3 separate regions of the Sus scrofa genome follow, and regions 1 and 2 are each linked to region 3. Evidence: chromatin contacts called from public Hi-C and promoter capture Hi-C data. All regions are on one chromosome and are shown on one strand. Each heading gives the region's core, a stretch centred on a gene start, on an enhancer-like site or on the middle of the called end of the contact. The rest is flanking DNA. Distances are from core to core; before and after follow the strand shown. Region 1 has its middle 59 kb from the start of BLOC1S5. Region 2 holds the start of TXNDC5 (thioredoxin domain-containing protein 5). Region 3 holds the start of BMP6 (bone morphogenetic protein 6).

What was found. Promoter capture Hi-C pulls out the DNA fragments that hold promoters and counts their contacts. A called contact is a pair of places that touch in the nucleus more often than the background predicts.
Region 1: a Hi-C map of skeletal muscle shows a contact between it and region 3, with 5 times the contacts expected there. The contact joins the enhancer-like site here to the promoter of BMP6 in region 3. A contact is called at or near these places in 4 of 5 promoter capture datasets (fetal liver, fetal skeletal muscle and liver), 18 of 47 Hi-C or Micro-C datasets (adipocytes, alveolar macrophages, embryonic fibroblasts and 10 more) and 1 of 2 datasets of contacts at active chromatin or transcription factors (skeletal muscle).
Region 2: a contact with region 3 is called in a promoter capture Hi-C map of liver, with 5 times the contacts expected there. The contact joins the promoter of TXNDC5 here to the promoter of BMP6 in region 3. A contact is called at or near these places in 1 of 5 promoter capture datasets (liver) and 1 of 47 Hi-C or Micro-C datasets (liver).

The regions. Positions count from the first base shown.
Region 1 is chr7:5,303,394-5,306,097 of Sscrofa11.1, reverse strand. No RefSeq gene overlaps it. Among named protein-coding and RNA genes, the nearest start is that of BLOC1S5, 59 kb to the left of the region's middle. Within about 2 kb of position 1,342, at least 3 of the 83 cell types and tissues checked have an H3K27ac peak or open chromatin away from gene starts, as enhancers often do. A contact at or near this core is called in skeletal muscle, where this site is marked.
Region 2 is chr7:5,235,485-5,238,184 of Sscrofa11.1, reverse strand. It overlaps TXNDC5 (thioredoxin domain-containing protein 5), which reads left to right and starts at 1,328. Exons shown (of 10, transcript XM_021100160.1): 1 at 1,328-1,659. The coding sequence starts at 1,373.
Region 3 is chr7:5,057,471-5,060,170 of Sscrofa11.1, reverse strand. BMP6 (bone morphogenetic protein 6) reads right to left here and starts at 1,354. Exons shown (of 7, transcript NM_001168001.1): 1 at 590-1,354. The coding sequence starts at 1,229.

The DNA of each region.
Region 1 (2,704 bases), core at 93-2,592, 250 kb before region 3:
CCCTAGCCTGGGAACCTCCATATGCCGTGGGAGCGGCCCAAGAAACAGCAACAACAACAACAACAAAAAGACAAAAAAAAAAAAAAAAAAAAAAAGAAGTGTCTGAGGACCACAAATGGGGGAGAGTGGAGGGGTAAGAGTGTCCAGTCTGAGTTCCAATCCCACCTCTGCTCCGTACTACCCAGGGGGCCACAGGCAGGTTACTTCACCTCTGTGCCCCGGGACCCTCATCTGTAAGATACAGGCAGTAAAAGTGCCCAGACCCACCTATTTTGAGGATTAAATTCATTAACCTCTGTCATACATGTTAAATGGAGCCTGACGTATAAGTGCGGTATCTAATGTTTGCTTTTATAACAGTTTTATTATCATCCTCGCCATCGATTCTAGATGTTATTTAGGAATTTACTCTCTGGAATCCACCCATCAGAAGGCTGATAGGTCATGATTGCAAGCAGTTTAAGCGTCTTCAAGTGAAGCCGGGGCAGCTCCCCTTGGGCACTTCGCTAGCTTGGGCCGCTTTCTAGGATCCTAAATGCATATTAAAGCCAGAGAAATACTAGTTTTGTAAAGCCTTAGATGGCACACCCAAACAGCTGGTACCACCAATGACGTCACATTTCAGGAAGATCAGCTAATATATTCCATGCCCTCACAGGTACTTCTCAGGATGAAATGTGTTTTAGTTCCCAGGCTGGTCTTTGATTCAGACCCAAATGAGAGGAACATCTAGCCTTTCAAAGAACTGAACTCATTTTGATAGCACTGAATTTACTGGGGTTATTCCTCTCCCCATTTAGTGGTATCGGTGAAACGTCTCATTTCTCAAAACAAGTTTTGCCGCCGCCCTCTCGAAAGAATGTTACTGGTATGTGGGCAGGTTGTCCGGGGCCAGCCTCTTATCTGGAGACCTGATTCAAAAAGTCTGAGTGCAGCGAAGGGCCTGAGGCCGCCTGCTTTGGTTTTCTTTTGTTTAAAGAGCATGCACGGGTCTTGCTAAAGCACCGTGCTGTACCCCCATCCAGGAACCCCGCTGCACACATCACTTCCTGAGCGCCCGGAGTTGGAAGGCCATTATCTCCTCACCAAACAGGCTGAAACAACAGTTCCTGATATTCTTCTCAAATACTTGAACTTCCCAAGGCATCCGGAAAAAATAATTCCATGGGATGGTGTTGCGAATAAAGGTAGGATATTTCCGTTTCCTTGGCTGGAACCCAGGGACCAGCAGAAAGGAATTACTGCCCACTGAGTAATTGCTGAATTACGGAGGGGGGCTCGGGCTCCGGCGGCGGGGGGTGCTGTTTGTCTTTGTTTTGGGAGCCCTGCGCTGGACATGATGGCCTTGGGTTCCTGTGTGTCCATTTGTGGGAACCATCCCAGACATGACCTGCAGCTCCTGGAACTAACTGGTCTAGGACTTCGTTTCCTTGCACGCCTAAAGAGAATTCGAGACTCCTGGTTCCGACTTGCCAGATAAGAAAGGCATACTTTCTAGAAAGAATGAGTATAACCTGGTTTACCGTAGAGTGGGAGCTTTTTGCACCCTGTGCCTCCAGCTTTTTTGAATGTGCATTGGTAGGTTTTCATAATAGGAGCTCTCTCCTCTTTGACCCTTAACCATCAAGGCGCCGCCAAGGGAGCCTAATAATGGTCACGGCCAAAAAAAAAAAAAACAAACAAAAAAAAAAAACAATTAAGATGAATGTTTAGACACGGCCTTCTGGAATTCTCATCTGAAGAACAACTTATTTCATCAGGGACACACAGGCGGGTTTTCTTCGACGTGTCCTGAGACAAAATTGGGCACAGCCCTTTGGATGTTGAGCCTCAAGCATGTTGATTCTAAAGCTGTTTGGACATTTCCAGGAGATTACCTGCTTTGAACTTCATCTGAGTCTCTGGCTCTGTGTTGACCTGTCCTCCCTACTAAATCAAAGGTGTAATATATGGTGTGCAAGTGTCACAGGGAGTGGCAGTGAGCAGAATGAAGAGACACTCAAGATTCTGGAGCGTTAGGCAGGGAGATTGTGTAAGCAGTTTCTGGAAACGTCGACTATGTCAGTTGGCTCATCCTCCTGTCTGGAAGCTTAGGTATTGATTCAGTGTCTTTTCATCCCAATACTTCAAAGCACATTGTTTGATACTTTTCTCTAAGGAAATGTATAACTTTTGAAAAGGTAGTGTGAAATTGGCATTTAAAATTGTTCCTTTCTTTCTTTCTTTCTCTCTTTCTTTCTTTCTTTCTTTCTTTCTTTCTTTCTTTCTTTCTTTCTTTCTTTCTTTCTTTCTTTCTTTTTGTCTTTTTAGGGCCACACCCATGGCATATGGAGGTTCCCAGGCTAGGGGTTGAATTGGAGCTGCAGCTGCCAGCCTACAGCACAGCCACAGCAAAGCCATATCTGAGCTGCATCTGCAACCTACACCACAGCCATGGCAATGCCGGATCCTCAACCCACTGAGCAAGGCCAGGGCTTGAACCCGCAACCTCATGGTTCTTAGTTGGATTCGTTTCTGCTGCGCCACAATGGAACTCCTAAAATTGTTCATTTCTGATTGTGTCAGAAATCAGCCAATTCTTTAGAAAGAGTGGACTATCTAAACGGAGACTTTCTTCCTTAGAGACGTCTTTCCACTGAGCCTGGCCCTTTCTTGGCCGGACAGTGGGGTCGGCCGCCTCCATCCAGCTCCTCATGGCCACACG
Region 2 (2,700 bases), core at 79-2,578, 180 kb before region 3:
CATTTCTGCTGCGCCACAATGGGAACTCCCTGGAGAGGATTCTTGAGATGTGAACTGAGGAATCTTGCGTTTTACCCAGTAGGGAGGGGTGGGGGAGGGTGCTGAGCAGCAAAGTATCACGGTCAAAGGCAGGCTTTGGGAAAACTAACTTTCCAGGCTTGTGAATGGAAGAAGCCTTTAGAAAGCTACTGCACAGGCCAGGATTAAGGTCTCATCAGGCATGAACCCTGAGAAGGGTGGAAAGAAATGGTATCAGGAGAGAAATGTGGTTGGCTTGTATGTGTAGGAGATAAGGAAAAAGAGGGAGTGAGTGGCAGAGTTCCCTGTTTCAGGTGTTACTGGTTAGGAGAAAAAGTCTTGAGGGGAAATTGATGGTTTGTTATTTGTGCATCACTGTTGAGTAGTGGTTGAAGCCAAGGCTGGAGGGGAGTGATGACAGGTGAATCACTGGGCGCTTCCCCTGCAGCCGCCAGGAGTCAGTGGGGTTTCCCAGATTGAAAATAATCAAGGAAGAGCAGGAGCCCAGGAGGCAACCTAGTGGGGCTGCCTGATTGAGCTTCAGATTCCCAGGGCAGGGCCTAACCTTCAGTGACCCAGGCAATCAGGCGTGTGTGCAGGTGTGAACTATGAGGCACCCGATTCACACCTGGGGACCCCTCGCAGTGGTTCCACCGGGGCAGGGCAGCCAGCGTTGGGGTATCGTTATCACCCTGACACACCTGGGGATTTGGAAGCAGAGAACACCAGCCAGTCGTTGTTTGGAGGAGGAGCCCTGCAGGATTTGTGTCGAGGACGCAAGGGTTTTGCTTGGGAAGCAGGTTTCATCACACCTCTGAGCTCAGGCCCAGAATCACAGTTGAGGCCCGGCCGACAGTTTGAGTCATTCAGGTGCAAACCCCTCCCACTTTTGCTCTATTTTCTGAATTCTGCTGACAGCAGCTCTTTCTTCCCTTTGCCTGAAATCCCACGTCTTTGTGTACGTGAAGATTCACGAGGCTGGCAACCCCCCCCCCTGTGGCTCTGGGCCTGGCCTCTGGGACCATCCAGTACTCAGCCCTGCTCTGGGCGGAGCGGCCACAGCTTGGGTTTGGGGAGGCGCGGGGGTCCCGCAGGATGTACCCGAGCGGTCCCGGAAAGTGCTGGAGGTCCGACAGGCAAGTTCTCCGGGGCGCGAACCCACGCGCTCCGCGGGGTCCCGGCCGGGCGCCCCGGACGCGCGCGGACCCACCTCCGCGGGGAGCGGGCGCGCGCCCGGCGGGGCGGGGCGGGGGCGGGGCCTCAAGGGCGGGGGGCGGGGCGTGGGGCGGGAGGCGGCGGCGGGCAGCGCGGAGGGGACCGGCTGCCGCGGCGAGAGCGCGCCCAGCCCGCCGTGATGCCCGCGTGCCCCGGACGCCTCCTCCCGCCGCGGCCCCGGGCCCTGGCCCCCGCCGCGCCGCCGCTGCCGCTGCTGCTGCTGGTGCTGCTGCTGGGAGCCGGCGGCGGCGGCGGCGGCGGGCACTGGGGCGTCCGGGCCCAGGAGCCGGGGGCGGCGGCGGCCGGGCCCCCGGCGGCCGAGGGCGAGGACGGGCAGGACCCGCACGCCAAGCACCTGTACACGGCCGACATGTTCACGCACGGCATCCAGAGCGCCGCGCACTTCGTCATGTTCTTCGCGCCCTGGTAACTGGCCGCGCCGCCCGCCTGGGGCTCCGCGGGCGCGGGGCGGGCCGGGGCCGGGCTCTGGGCGCGCGGGGGGCGCGGGCCGCGGCCCGGGGGAGCTGGGCGGGGGGCTCGGCGGGCTCCGGGGGGTCCGGGCCGGGAGCAGGGGGCCGCGGGGGCCGGTGCGAGTCGGGCGCTCGCGGCTGACGTGGCGCCAGGCGGTCGGGGCGGAGCGGGAGGGGGCGGGCCGCGGGGGCCGAGCCGGAAAAGGCCGTCCCTCCGGCTCCCGACGCCCCCTCCCCGACCCCGGAACGAGGCAGGGGGAGGGAGGGACGTCGCCCCTCGGGGCCGCTGAGAATCCGGCACCCGCCGGTCCCCTGTGCCCCGGCGCCCAACTTCCGCGCGGTGCTGCCCGGACCTGGGGGCCGCGCGCCGCTACCGAGGGTTCGGCTTGGACCCTTGGACTCGCCGAAGGGCAGGTCCCCGGCCCGCCCGAGGGTTTAACTGAAACACGGGGACTCAGGAACTCGTGATTTCCCATTTTGTGGCACAGAGGGTTCCTGCGCTCCCCCGGGAGGCGGCGAGCAGTTCCGATTCTGGGGTCCCTCCGCGGTTCCGGGTGCGTGGGGAACTGTGCTCTCGGTGAGAGGAGCCACTGACTCGGGACTCAAGGCTGACTTCTGGCCCCTGCTCCCCTGTGCTCTCTTGAGGCCTGGTCGTCTGCAAAGTCACCGCGTTGAACAGAGGTCCCTCCTGCCGTGGTTCCTGGGTGGGGGCTTTGGTTGGGCCTCAGTGCCAACCACAGAGACCCCTGCCCTGGGAGTTGTCCTCAGAAGCACTCCCTGCCGTTCACAGGATCACAGGGGCCTTCCCCCGGGGGGCCTAGATGCCCAGTGTAGGGGGTCCTCACTGGCAGAGCAGATGGCCAGGCTGCAGAATTTGGCCTTCTTCCCCAGGGCAGACGAGGCTCCTTGAGATTTGGGAAGGGGATGGGATGGAGAAGGTGCCCAAGGAAAACGTCCTGTTCAGAAAATGTGCTGAAAAGTTGGAGGAAACTTTTTC
Region 3 (2,700 bases), core at 105-2,604:
AACTGGGCTCGGGATCCGGCCTCAAAGCCGCGCGAGCCCCGCCTGGCTGGGACTGGCGGTCCTTTCGGGACCTCCTTCTGCAACCCTCCTCCCCCAATTCCGTGGATACCGAATAACACAGTCATGTCAAGTTTCCAAAGTACTCAGCTGCTGTCGGATTCCCTAAAAGTCCCGGTGGGAACCCTGGCACTCAGAGCGTTGAGGATGCAGAACAAAACAAGAGGGGAAGGTTGTTGAAGAGCCTTCTTCCCAGCTGGAGCCAATCCTGCCCCATTTTTCTGCCACAATAGAGTGAACGGGGCCCAAACCGGGCACTAGTGGGGAAAGCGCGGGACGCGCTCAGGCCGTCACCGAGACGCGCCCCAGTCTGCCGGCCGCCTCCCGCCGCCCGGTCCGGCGCGCGGGGAGTGCCCTTGCGGCTCCCGCAGCGCAGGTGACGGGAGGGCAGCCGGCCTGTCCCCGCATTCCCGCCGCGCCACCCCGGACCCCCGAGCCAGGGGGCTTCTCCACCCTCTCAACCCCACTCCCTGGGCCAGAGAGACTGGAAAGGAGAGAATATTCCAGCCGTTACGCTACCCCCAGTCCTTACCCAGGTTCACAAAGCTCATGACCATGTCGGCGTCGTTGAGGAAGGCGCTCTCCTGCGCGCTGGTCAGTGGGGAAGCGCTGCCACCAGGTCCGGCGGCCAGGAGGCTCCTGCTGCCGAGGGGATGCGCGGCGCGAGGGGGCGGCTGCCGAGGCGGGGACGAGCCAGTCCCTCCGCGCAGCCCGGGCTGCCCCATCTCCTTGTCCGAAGCCAGGTCCTCTTCGTCGTCGGCGGACAGGGCGTTGTACAGGTCCAGCATGAAGAGGGGCGCAGACTTCAGCCGCCCGGGCGGGGGCTCCCCGTGAGTCTGCTGCTGCTGCGGGAGCGCAGGGGGCTGCGGCTGCTGGAGGCCATGCAGGGGCCGGGGCCGGTGCGGGAGCCCCAGCACCGAGAGGATCTCCTTCTGCATCTCCCGTTTCTCGTGCGTCTTGAGCCGCCGGTAGAGGAAACCGGAGGAAGAGGTCTGCGGCGGGGGCGGCTGCTCCGCGTGGCCCGGGCTCCCGCCGTCCCCCAGCAGCGCCCCCCCGGCGGCGGCGGCGGCGGCGGCGGGCAGGGGCGGCCGCAGCGACGGTGGCCCGCAGCAGCTGCACAGCAGCCCCCACCACCAGCACAGCCACTGCGCCCTCCGCCCCAGGCCCGGCATCCCCGCCCGGCCGGGCTGGCCCCGCGGGCCCCGCGAGGCGTGCAGCGGCTGAGCGAGGCTGGAGCGCGGCCGCTGTGGCCCTTGGCGTGAACAGCCCCCGCCAGCTCCCGGCGGGCTCGCTTCCCCTTCCTGGCCCTCAGTCCTTATCTCTCATGGTCGTCTGGGGCGCCCCCAGATGCCCAGACTGGAGGGGAGACGAAGGGGGCGATCCCCGGGAGAACCACTGGAGAGGAAGGGGGAGCCCCGCACTCCCGCGCAGATCTCCGGAGGCTGACGGTCCAGACCAGGTGCGTCCGAGTGGGGGCCGCGCTGCCGCCAGCGCCCCCGCCCCTGGGCGGGTCACGGCACGGTCTCTCTCGGGTCTGGCTGCCCGCGCACGTGCGCTGCCTCGCGCCCTCCCGGGAGGCTGAGCGGGACCCGGGACGGCGGGGGAGCGGGGCCGCTCACCAGCTGCGGGGGATACCCGTCATCATCCTCGCGCACGCCTCGCCCCGACTCGCGCGGCCGCGGTGAAGTTTACCCCGCCGTAGGGCCCGGGCCGTGGCGACAAGGCGTCCCAAGATGCCAGCCTTCTCCGCGAGGCTGAAACTTCCCAGTCGCGCACAAACTCTGCGCCCCTCCGCCCTCGGGCACTGCCGCTCTCGCTCAAAATCTCCACGCGCCGCTCGACTCCCCAGGCGGAGGCGGTGAGGCTCTTGCTTTCCGTTCGGTGTTCGCCGGGCTGCCCTGCAAACCCCCCTCGCAGAAGGGACGAGAGGCAACCGGACCCGTGCTCAGGACAGCGCAGTCGGCGCGGGGTTTCACCGGCTCCCGCCTCCCAGCGCGGTGCTGCCGGCAGCGGCCAACGTGGGCTTTCTGGTGCGCGTCTAGCTCAGGTACCGCACTCCAGCCCCTGGGACGCCCCGCCCTCCCGAGTAACGGGCAGGCCGGCGGCCAATAGAGAGGCGCGTCTCGTCTGTATTTAAATAGGCCCGCCCCCTTCTTTCACCCTCCCTCTCCCCCGAGGCGTTGCCTCCGCAGCGCGTAGGTTTCAAGCACCGAGAATTCTCGCCAGCGCCCAAGGAGGGGCGAGGTAGCAAAGGCAAAGAGATCTGATCAACACCCCAGTGCGAACCTCTCTTCTTTACGATCACATAAAAGGCCTAAATGCTGCCTTAACTAAATAAAAGCAAAATCAGCTGTTAAATCAACGCCACCTGAATCAACTGAGGAAGACCAGAGAAGTATGGATTTCCCATTTCTTCCTTATTTTCGCTAATTGATGTTATATAGGCGTTTAGCGTGACTTCCAAAGGCAGCTGGTGGAAGTTGGGACACACCCTCGCAGAAGCTGCTCCCAGACGCCACAGAGAGGACCAAATGTAAGCCAGACCCAGTGTCCTGAGGGCTCCGGGACGGGGTATTTTGATTTATCTCTTCATTCCGGCTTCGACTTGGCTTCTAAAGCTGGCATGCCAAAGGAGGAGGATGT